Linked DNA regions of Arachis hypogaea: region 2 is linked to region 1. The links are chromatin contacts, called in public Hi-C maps. All regions are on one chromosome and are shown on one strand. Each heading gives the region's core, a stretch centred on a gene start, on an enhancer-like site or on the middle of the called end of the contact. The rest is flanking DNA. Distances are from core to core; before and after follow the strand shown. Region 1 holds the start of LOC112748197. Region 2 holds the start of LOC112750086.

Region 1 (4,435 bases), core at 248-2,747:
TGAGCTGCCTTTTAAACTGAGGCTCTCATTATAGCATTTTCTTGCTAGCCTTTGATCTCCTTTAATAGTGACAACTTCTTCAGCTGTGGGAAACTTCATGCAGAGAAGTGGGGGTGGAAACAGAGCTGCAAGTCGGTTCAGGGTCGTCCGTCCTATTAGGGCATTGTATGCTGAATTTTCGCTGACCACAATGAAGTCGACACCTAGTGTCCTTGATCTTGATCTTTTTCCGAAGATGGTGTACAATGAGATGTAACCCAGAGGTCAAATCGGGGTATCTCCTAGTCTAAAGAGGCTGTTCGAGTATGCCCTTAGATCCTTTTCCTCTAACCTGAGCTTATCGAAGGCAGGCTTAAACAGGATCTCCGCTGAGCTGCCTTCATCTACCAAGGTCTAGTGTAGGTTAGCGTTTGCTAGGATCATAGTTATTACCACTATATCATCGTGCTTGGGTATTATTCCTTGAGCATCTTCTTTAGTGAAGGAGATGGTGGGCAAGTCGAGTAATCGATCATTCTGTCTGACTTGATATACTTCCTTGAGGTGTCTTTTTCGCGAGGATTTTGATATTCCTCCTCCCCCCGAATCCACCATTGATCATATGTATATGTCATTCAGGGGTGTGAGGAGGGCAATATGGTCGTCCTCCTTCTTCATCCCTTATTCTCTTCCTCGGGTCGTCCGACCTGTCTGCCAGGTATCTATCAAGTCGGCCTTCCCTGGCCAACTTTTTGATGACATTCTTGAGATCATAGCATTCATTAGTGGGGTGCCCGTATAGCTTGTGATACTCACAATATTTAGTCCGACTTCCAGCTTTCTTATGTTTAATCGAATGGGGAGGCGGAAGCTTCTCCATGTGGCATATCTCCCTATAGACATCGACTAGGGAAACCCTTAGAGGGGTGTAGTTGTGGTACTTTCGAGGCTTTTCCACACTTTGCTCTTCTTTCTTCTTGGGCTCCCTTTCTTTGTCCTGGCTTGGATAGTAGGGTAGGTTGGATCGAAGGGGAGGTTCTCTAAGTCGAGAGTTTTCTTCAATGTTGATATATTTTTTTGCCCTTTCTTGGATCTCGTTCAAAGAAGTCGGGTATTTTTTGGATATGGATTGAGAGAATGGTCCTTCTTTGAGGCCATTGACCAGACCCATAATTATAACTTCAGTTGGTAGATTCTGAATTTCCAAGCAAGCTTTGTTGAATCTTTCCATGTAGTCGCGAAGGGTCTCCCTGACCTTTTGCTTTACTCCTAGTAGGCTCGGGGCGTGCTTCATTTTGTCTTTCTGGACGGAGAATTTGGTAAAAAAATTTCTGGCCAGGTCGTCAAAGCTAGTGACTGACCTGGGGGGCAGGCCGTCAAACCATTTCATTGCGGTCTTGGTTAGAGTAGTCGGAAAGGCCTTGCAACGAGTGGCGTCGAAGGCGTCGGCCAAGTATATTCGGCTTCTGAAATTACTGAGATGGTGGCTTGGATCGGACGTTCCGTCATAGAGATCCATGTCGAGCTATTTGAAGCTCCTAGGAACTTTAGCCTTCATGATCTCTTCTGTGAACGGATCTTGCCCTCCCAAGGGACTTTCTGACCTGGTGGCCCGACTTTGAAGATCGGCCTCTATCTTCTGGATATTTTCTTCCAACTCCCTACGTCTTTTTACTTCTCTTCAGAATTCTCGTTCAGCCTCTTATTACGTTGTCGCTCAGCCTCGTGTTCGAGCTGTCTCAAGCGATCTTGCTGTCCATGGACCATGTTCAATATCTCTGTCGCGTGGGGATGATCTTCGTTCCTGGGGCGGCGTACTCAGAATGGATCCTCCTTGGATAAGGGTTTTCCGAAGGCCCTTCTCTGTGGGGTCCTTTCGTATGTGGCTGTGGAGGGGGGAGCATGACGACGTGATCTTCTGGCTGAGCTTCTTGCTTGGGTTCGGATGCGATATGATCGTCCTCGAGTTGGTTGTCTGCCATGGTTGTGGGATGACTTTCATGTCTCCGGCAACGGCGCCAATATTCCGAGGGTTACTTGAAACGTTGATTTGGGCTTGAATGTGAGGTCCAAGTCCCTTTGAGGGGCAGCGTCCGACTTGGGATGCTGAGGTGCTGCCTGTCTGAGTTTCTCGTGAGGAGGTTAGGAAGTGGTACCTGCAAGAGACTCAGATGCTTAAGTTAGCAAGGGTTTTGGGCAGGTTTTTAGTAGAGTAAAGCGTGTGTTATACCTGAGAGCTCCAGTGTATTTATAATAGAGTAGGTAACCACCTTTGTTAGAGTAGTTCTATCTTTTCTGATAGATAAGCATTTTCTTTATCTTGGGAGTTTGTTAGGATCTACCTTTTAGATGAGATAGCGTTAGTTAGAGAGACTTTATGGAGGTGGTTACGCCAGGTTAAGCTGGGCTTCTAGGTCATTGTCCGACCTCTTTGAAGAGGTCGGGTATTTCAATAAATCCACCTTTATTGATGGGCCTTTTGGATTATTGGGCCTGACTTTTATTTGTTGGGTTAGGATATATTTTTTATTCCTTTCAAATTATATTAAAAAAGGGTGATGAGTGATGATATATTGCATAATAACTAATTAACAACCGGTAACGTAAATTTTTTTATTATCATTTGAAGTCCATAATTTATTAGTATATAATATCAAACTTATAATTTTTAGAGAAAAGGACAAATAGGTCCTTAATCTTTTGGTCGGCGGATATTTAAGTCCCTGAAAATTTGAAAGTACATTTAAGTTTTTAATCTTTTCAAAACCTGGATATATCGATCCTTGGGTCTAATTTGTCTCATTTCAAAAACTTTCCCACATGTGCATCCGTATATCGGCCAAATCAGGACAACGGAAGCCACATTTAATTTTTCCGTTGGGTCTGACAGGCCCAAATGAACAGAGGGATTGATGTGTCCAGGTTTTGAAAAGGTCAGAAATTTAAATATATTTTTAAATTTTCAAGAATTTAAATATCCATGGGCCAAAAGGTCAAAAACGTATTTGTTCTTTTTCTCTCATTTTTAAATTAAAAATCTGATTTATATTAATTGCAACTAACCTATATAATAAATAATAAAAGATAAATATTTTCTTCTACATATTATTTTTTGTTAATACAAATTCATTATTAATTAATATCATAATCATAATAAACTAAGAGAATAAAAGTTCCGTCGTGCAAGTAAATCCCTATAGTGGTCATCGAGATTGATGCTGTGCATCAAAATCGTCCCTAAGATTCCAATTGCACCAATTACGTCTCTGAGATTGGAAAAATTGCATCATAGTAGTCCCTGACCCATTTTTCATTAACGACGCGCTGAATTGGCTTAATGATGTGGACATTTGGTGACACGTGTCACCTCATGGTTTGGCCACGTATAACGGTATGATAACGTGGGTGGGTATGCCACGTGTCACAATGCTATTTTGCCACGTGTCAGATTATGCCACATGTTGCAATGCTATTTCTCCACGTGTCATCCACTATGTCATCGTTACATGTGCACTAAATTGGTCCCTTACTTTACATCAAATGACTCATTTTAGTCCCTGAAATTCAATGCCATGCACCAAATTAGTCCTTTCATTAGTTTTTTCTCACTTTAATAAATATTTTACGAATATTTGATAAGGCACTTATTAACTAATATAAATTTATTATTCCCATCTATTTTAAGAATGTCCGATTTCCTATATAATTAACTTCTCACTAAATTAATAAGATAGATTTATACTGTCGATTATAATAATTCATTTTATCTATAACTTAGTTAGGCGGCTTTTTCATATATTACACTATTAATCAATATAAGTACTTATTGTAACCATGACTTGAACAGTATTAAAACAGATACAAATAAACACAAGAGACAATAATAAAGTTTTGGTTTTAGTTAACGTGTACTCTAATGATACAAGTTAATATTATTAATTAAAAAATTTATTATAAAATATGTATAATAAAATATATAATTAAAATTAGTGTATAAAACAATATTGAGAATTTTAAATTTATAAAAAAATGAAAAAAAAAACTGATGAAGGGACTAATTTGGTGCATGACATTCAATTTCAGGGACTAAAATGAGTCATTTGATGCAAAGTAAGAGACCAATTTGGTGCACATGTAACGATGACATAGTGGATGACACGTGGACAAATAACATTGCAACACGTTGCATAATCTGACACGTGGCAAAATAACATTGTAACATGTGGCATACTCATCCATATCAGCATGTCATGTGTCGTTGACCGACATGTCATCGTACCGTTATACGTGACTAAACCATGAGGTGATACGTGTCATCAGAGGTCCACATCATCAAGTTACGTCAGCGCTTCGTTAACGAAAAACGGATCAAGGACTACTATGATACAATTTTTTCAATCTCAGAAACATAATTAGTGCAATTAAAATTTCAAGAATGATTTTAATGTACGACGTT
Region 2 (4,645 bases), core at 945-3,444, 140 kb after region 1:
ATGTATTTTTTATAATTTTATAAATTTATTTAAATTATATTATTTTAATAATTTTATTTTTTATAGAATAAAAAAGTAAATAGAGAAAGAAGTAGAAGGGAGTTTATTAATTTTGGAGGAAAAGATTTAATTTTAATTGTAATAAAAGAATATTTCGTGACATATTTTGATTTGTCAAATTAGTAATATAAAATATAAAATATAAATTATAAGTTATATATAGAGTAGAAAGGGTAGAGAGAAATAGAAAAGGGGAGAGAGATAGATAAGAAGATGGAGGAGGGAAGTTTATTAATTTTGAAGAAAAATATTTATCTCAATTTTAATGAGAGAGTGTCATGTGACATATTTTGGTTGTTAAATTAGTAATATATAATATAACTATATTTTAATTTCAATTTTAATATTAAAGTTTTAATTTTAATTTAATTTAATTTTAATTATAATTAGAGAATATTATGTTACGTATTTTAATTGTCAAATTTATAATTAGTCATTAATAATAATATATAAGAGAGATAAAATCAATAAATTAAAAAATAAGAAATATAAAAAAAGAGATAGAGAAGAGAGAAATCTTAATTTTAGAAAAAAAATTTTATTTTAATTATAATAAAAAAATGAGACGTAATAGATTTTTGTTGAATTAATAATATATAATAAATATGAATAGAAAATATAAAATAATTTTATGTATAAACCCTTGTCTTTAATTTATTATCTTCTCACACGATATATCGAAGCAATCATGAAATTACATGGGTAATCCATATTTTTTCCTTGTAAATTATATACCATGTTATAGCTTGAAATTTAATTTATTTTCATTCAGATTATATATTAGCATGCAACTAACTAGGCCTTTCCAAAAGGTTAATTATTTGCATTTAATATTTTAATTAACACCCTTTACATGCAACTAAGCGTTCTGATATTAAGTGCATGCTCCTTCATATATCTTATAATAATATGCATAATTAAACGAGATAGTAAAGGAAAATAAAATAAAATAAAATAAAGCTTCTATGTTATATATGTACAGCAAATCATATACAATTTCCAATGGTTAAATTATATTCTTAAAAAGAAAATATTACCACAAGAGCTGTATTATAATATTTTCCTAAAAATCATCACTATAATGAACTGTGAATTTTGTTCTTTTTCCAGATATATGTTTGAGATTCATACATTTGAACAATTCATCAAGAAACCAAAAACATAGAAACTATAAATAAATTATATATATCCTGTATGCCCTAATCAATAATAATAATACTACTAATAAATTAGGCCCTTTTTGTATTTGACTCCAAATTGAGACCTAATTGAAGATCCAAAGCTTTGTTATTACTACTATGGCTTTGTATTTGATGATTTGAAGAATCAAGAAAGTTGCAAGGCTTGAAGATGTTGTAGGCCCTATTATTATTATTATTATTATCTATACTAGTATTAGAGAAATTGAACATGCAAGAATCTTGTTGTGAAGAAGAAGCAGCTTGATATGATGATGGCAGAGATGAATACCAATTACTATTTGATGCTTTCTCAACCAAAAAGTTTGAATCTTGATCATTGGGGTTGAAGCTAATTTGAGATTCTTCACAAACTGTGAAGTCAGAATAGTAGTTGTAGGAAGAAGGATCATAGAACCAAGGTGTGTTATTGTTATTATGATTCTGATTATGGTAAGAAAAACCATGATAATTGTTGTTTTGGAAATTGGGTTGTTGAAGATAGTAGTTTATGGTGGCTTTCCTTGCTTGAAGCTGCAGCCTTTTCTTCTTCATCCTCTCTTTCTTGTGAGCATTTTGGTGCCCACCAAGTGCTTGTGAATTTGCAAATTCCTTCAAACAGTATTGGCACTCAAACTTCTTCTCATTATTATTATTGGTTGTGGTTCTTTGATCTTGTGCTGTGGTTTTGTCCCCTCCTGAAGAAACTGAGTTAGATGATGAATTCACACTTTCATCTGATCCTTCTGTAGTGTTAGGATCTTTCATATTGTTTGAAGGTGGATTCAGCTCAAATCCAAATAGCCTTAGCCTCTTCTCCACAGAATTATTGCCATTTTCACAATCCCATGTGGGAGAAAGATCACACACATCCCTTTCCATTTTTTTTCCCTCTCTCTTAATTATTAGGTTTGGGGTGATATTTTGAAGTAGAAATGTACTATGATTAGTTGTTTGGCATGTGTTCCTTTTATAGAAAGTTAGAAACCTCTTAGGTTATATCATGCATTGCATCTATTAAAATAACTTTAATTTAGTATTTTTTTAATAAAAATATTCTATGTATATACAAAAAATCAATTATCCAATCAGTTATCGTATATTTGTATATAAATATAAATATTGTTTAACTTATTTTTAAAATATATTGTATACTACAGATAATAAATTTTTTATGTACACTTAACATAGTTATTTTTTTAAACAAAATTTTTGTCTATTTTTATTATTAATAATTTGATTAATTTAATTTTAATTTATAAGTCTTATTAAAGAGTAATATTTTTTTATTTTTTATTTTTATTTTTAAGTAAATTAAAACTCAAAACTTCATTTCTCATTAATAGATTAAAATATCTATTCGACGATCAGTAATCTGATAAGTTGATATATCCATTAAAATAATTAGTTTTTTAATACATGGGCAGCATAAGGGGACTACCCAACGGATCAATAGAATAAAATAGGAGACTTAGAAAAATGAAAAAAAGAAAAAGTCAGATAAGAAAAATTAAAAGCCGTCTCTCATGCAATGCTTTGTTATATATTAAAACAAAAATATTATTCGTTGATTAAAATCAGTTATTAAAATTAGTTATTAATATATTTATATATAAATATATATATATATATATATAATTTATTTTTAATATATATTTTTATTTTAATATATATTTTATATTAATAGCTAATTTTAATAGTTTATTTTAGTATATACATATCATAGTTGAATATTAAAAATACTTTCATATTGTATTAGATACACCTCAAACTTCTCAATCAGAGAGGATTCAGTGTGATTAAATTAGTATAGAATTAGATGGTTCATAAGCACTTAATAATAATTATAGTTCCACTTGGGGAGAAATCCTTAATTTAAAAAAGAGATATATTCCATGCCTAAGACATGATTAAAGTTATTAAACTAACTGTAGCTGCAAAAGTCAAAGAAAGGAAGGGTGCACTAACTTTATAACATATCTACTACTGTACTAAAATGCATATCTAATAAGATTATTTTAGTAACCAGCCAATGACTTAATGGCTTCATGTATTGTCCGCTAACTAAGCTTATAATAAATTAATATATTATTTTAGAGAATGGCACAAATAAATATTATTATTGTTAATATGGATTCCTAGCTATATATATATATCTAGGCTAGTCTATCTAGTCCCATTAAATACAGTTAATCCAATTTAAGTAATTAATAAAAAGCTAATTAACTGTAGAAATGTGATTAATCAGCACTAAATGAAGCTTCTTTTGTAATTATCCATCCCCACCACCACCCACAACCACATTAAAAAGAAGATTATTAGTCTGTTTTTCTTGACCATGTTTTATGAATGTGATATATATAAAAAAAGAAATATTATTATTTTTTTTCCTAAATGAAGGAATAAAAGAAGTGGTTGATGATGTAAGCATATATTATATACTACTAATTAAGAGTCTTCCATAAGATCTGGGCATATCTTCTTAGAGCAGGCAAAGCCTATATTTTATACAACAAATGTTTTCAGGTGAATGCAAGTCATCAACTATAATGTTATTCAAATAATAAACTTAGCATTTGCGTTAGACAGTTGTTCTAGCATGGACCCTACACTATGTTGCTTTTGGGACAATTTAGAAAAAAGATTAGATTGTGTTTTTATTCCATTGTCTATAACTAGATCTTCCATTGGTTGACTTCTTCCACCAATAAATCTCTCATGCCAATCAATTCCCACTCCTTTCTCCCTCTATCTTTCATGTTATTCAATTCATTAACATGATTTAAACATTTAAAAAGAAATATTGATAAAATTTTAAAATAAAAATATTCTATTTAATTATAGTTTTATACCATTAGTGGTTCTTGGATTTTTTTTTTCAGTGGATATCTTTAAGATTAATTGTGACGCTAACTATCTTAACAATGGTGATTGGGTTGATTTTACTTGTGTTAGCAGAGATTGGAAGGAAAAGTGGCAACGAGGCTGTCTGAAAACAATTGAGAGTAGTAGTATTTTGCAAGGAGAGTTGCTTGCTATTTGAAGAGGCTTTTTTTTTAGCATGGAACTCGGAGCAAGAAGACATTATATGTGAGACAAACTATGTGGAGGTCTTTACTATTGTCAATAATTTACAAAATTACTATGGTTTTATTGATCCTTTTGTGTTATAAATCCGAGATATTATATATTGAAAATGGCGTGCTGATCTCCGATTGATCTTGAGAGATGCAAATACAGTAGCAGACATCATGGCAAAGACTGCAATGAGGACCATTTCTCTTCAAGTGGAGCTTTTGTTACCTTAAAAAAGAGTTTGAGAGTAGTATTCAACCAGGCTGCCTTTTTTAAGCAGTTTCTTATTTTTTTTTTTTTTATTTCTTTCTTTGTTATTGGTTGTTTTCTTT

The links. Hi-C and Micro-C count contacts between places; a contact is called where the count stands out from the background.
Region 2: a Hi-C map of an unstated tissue shows a contact between it and region 1, with 4 times the contacts expected there. The contact joins the promoter of LOC112750086 here to the promoter of LOC112748197 in region 1. A contact is called at or near these places in 3 of 8 Hi-C or Micro-C datasets (leaf and an unstated tissue).

Annotation. Positions count from the first base shown.
Region 1 is chr15:29,175,334-29,179,768 of arahy.Tifrunner.gnm2.J5K5, forward strand. LOC112748197 reads right to left here and starts at 1,498. Exons shown (of 1, transcript XM_025796406.1): 1 at 611-1,498. The coding sequence starts at 1,498. The coding sequence ends at 611.
Region 2 is chr15:29,315,214-29,319,858 of arahy.Tifrunner.gnm2.J5K5, forward strand. LOC112750086 reads right to left here and starts at 2,195. Exons shown (of 1, transcript XM_025798619.3): 1 at 1,050-2,195. The coding sequence starts at 2,120. The coding sequence ends at 1,290.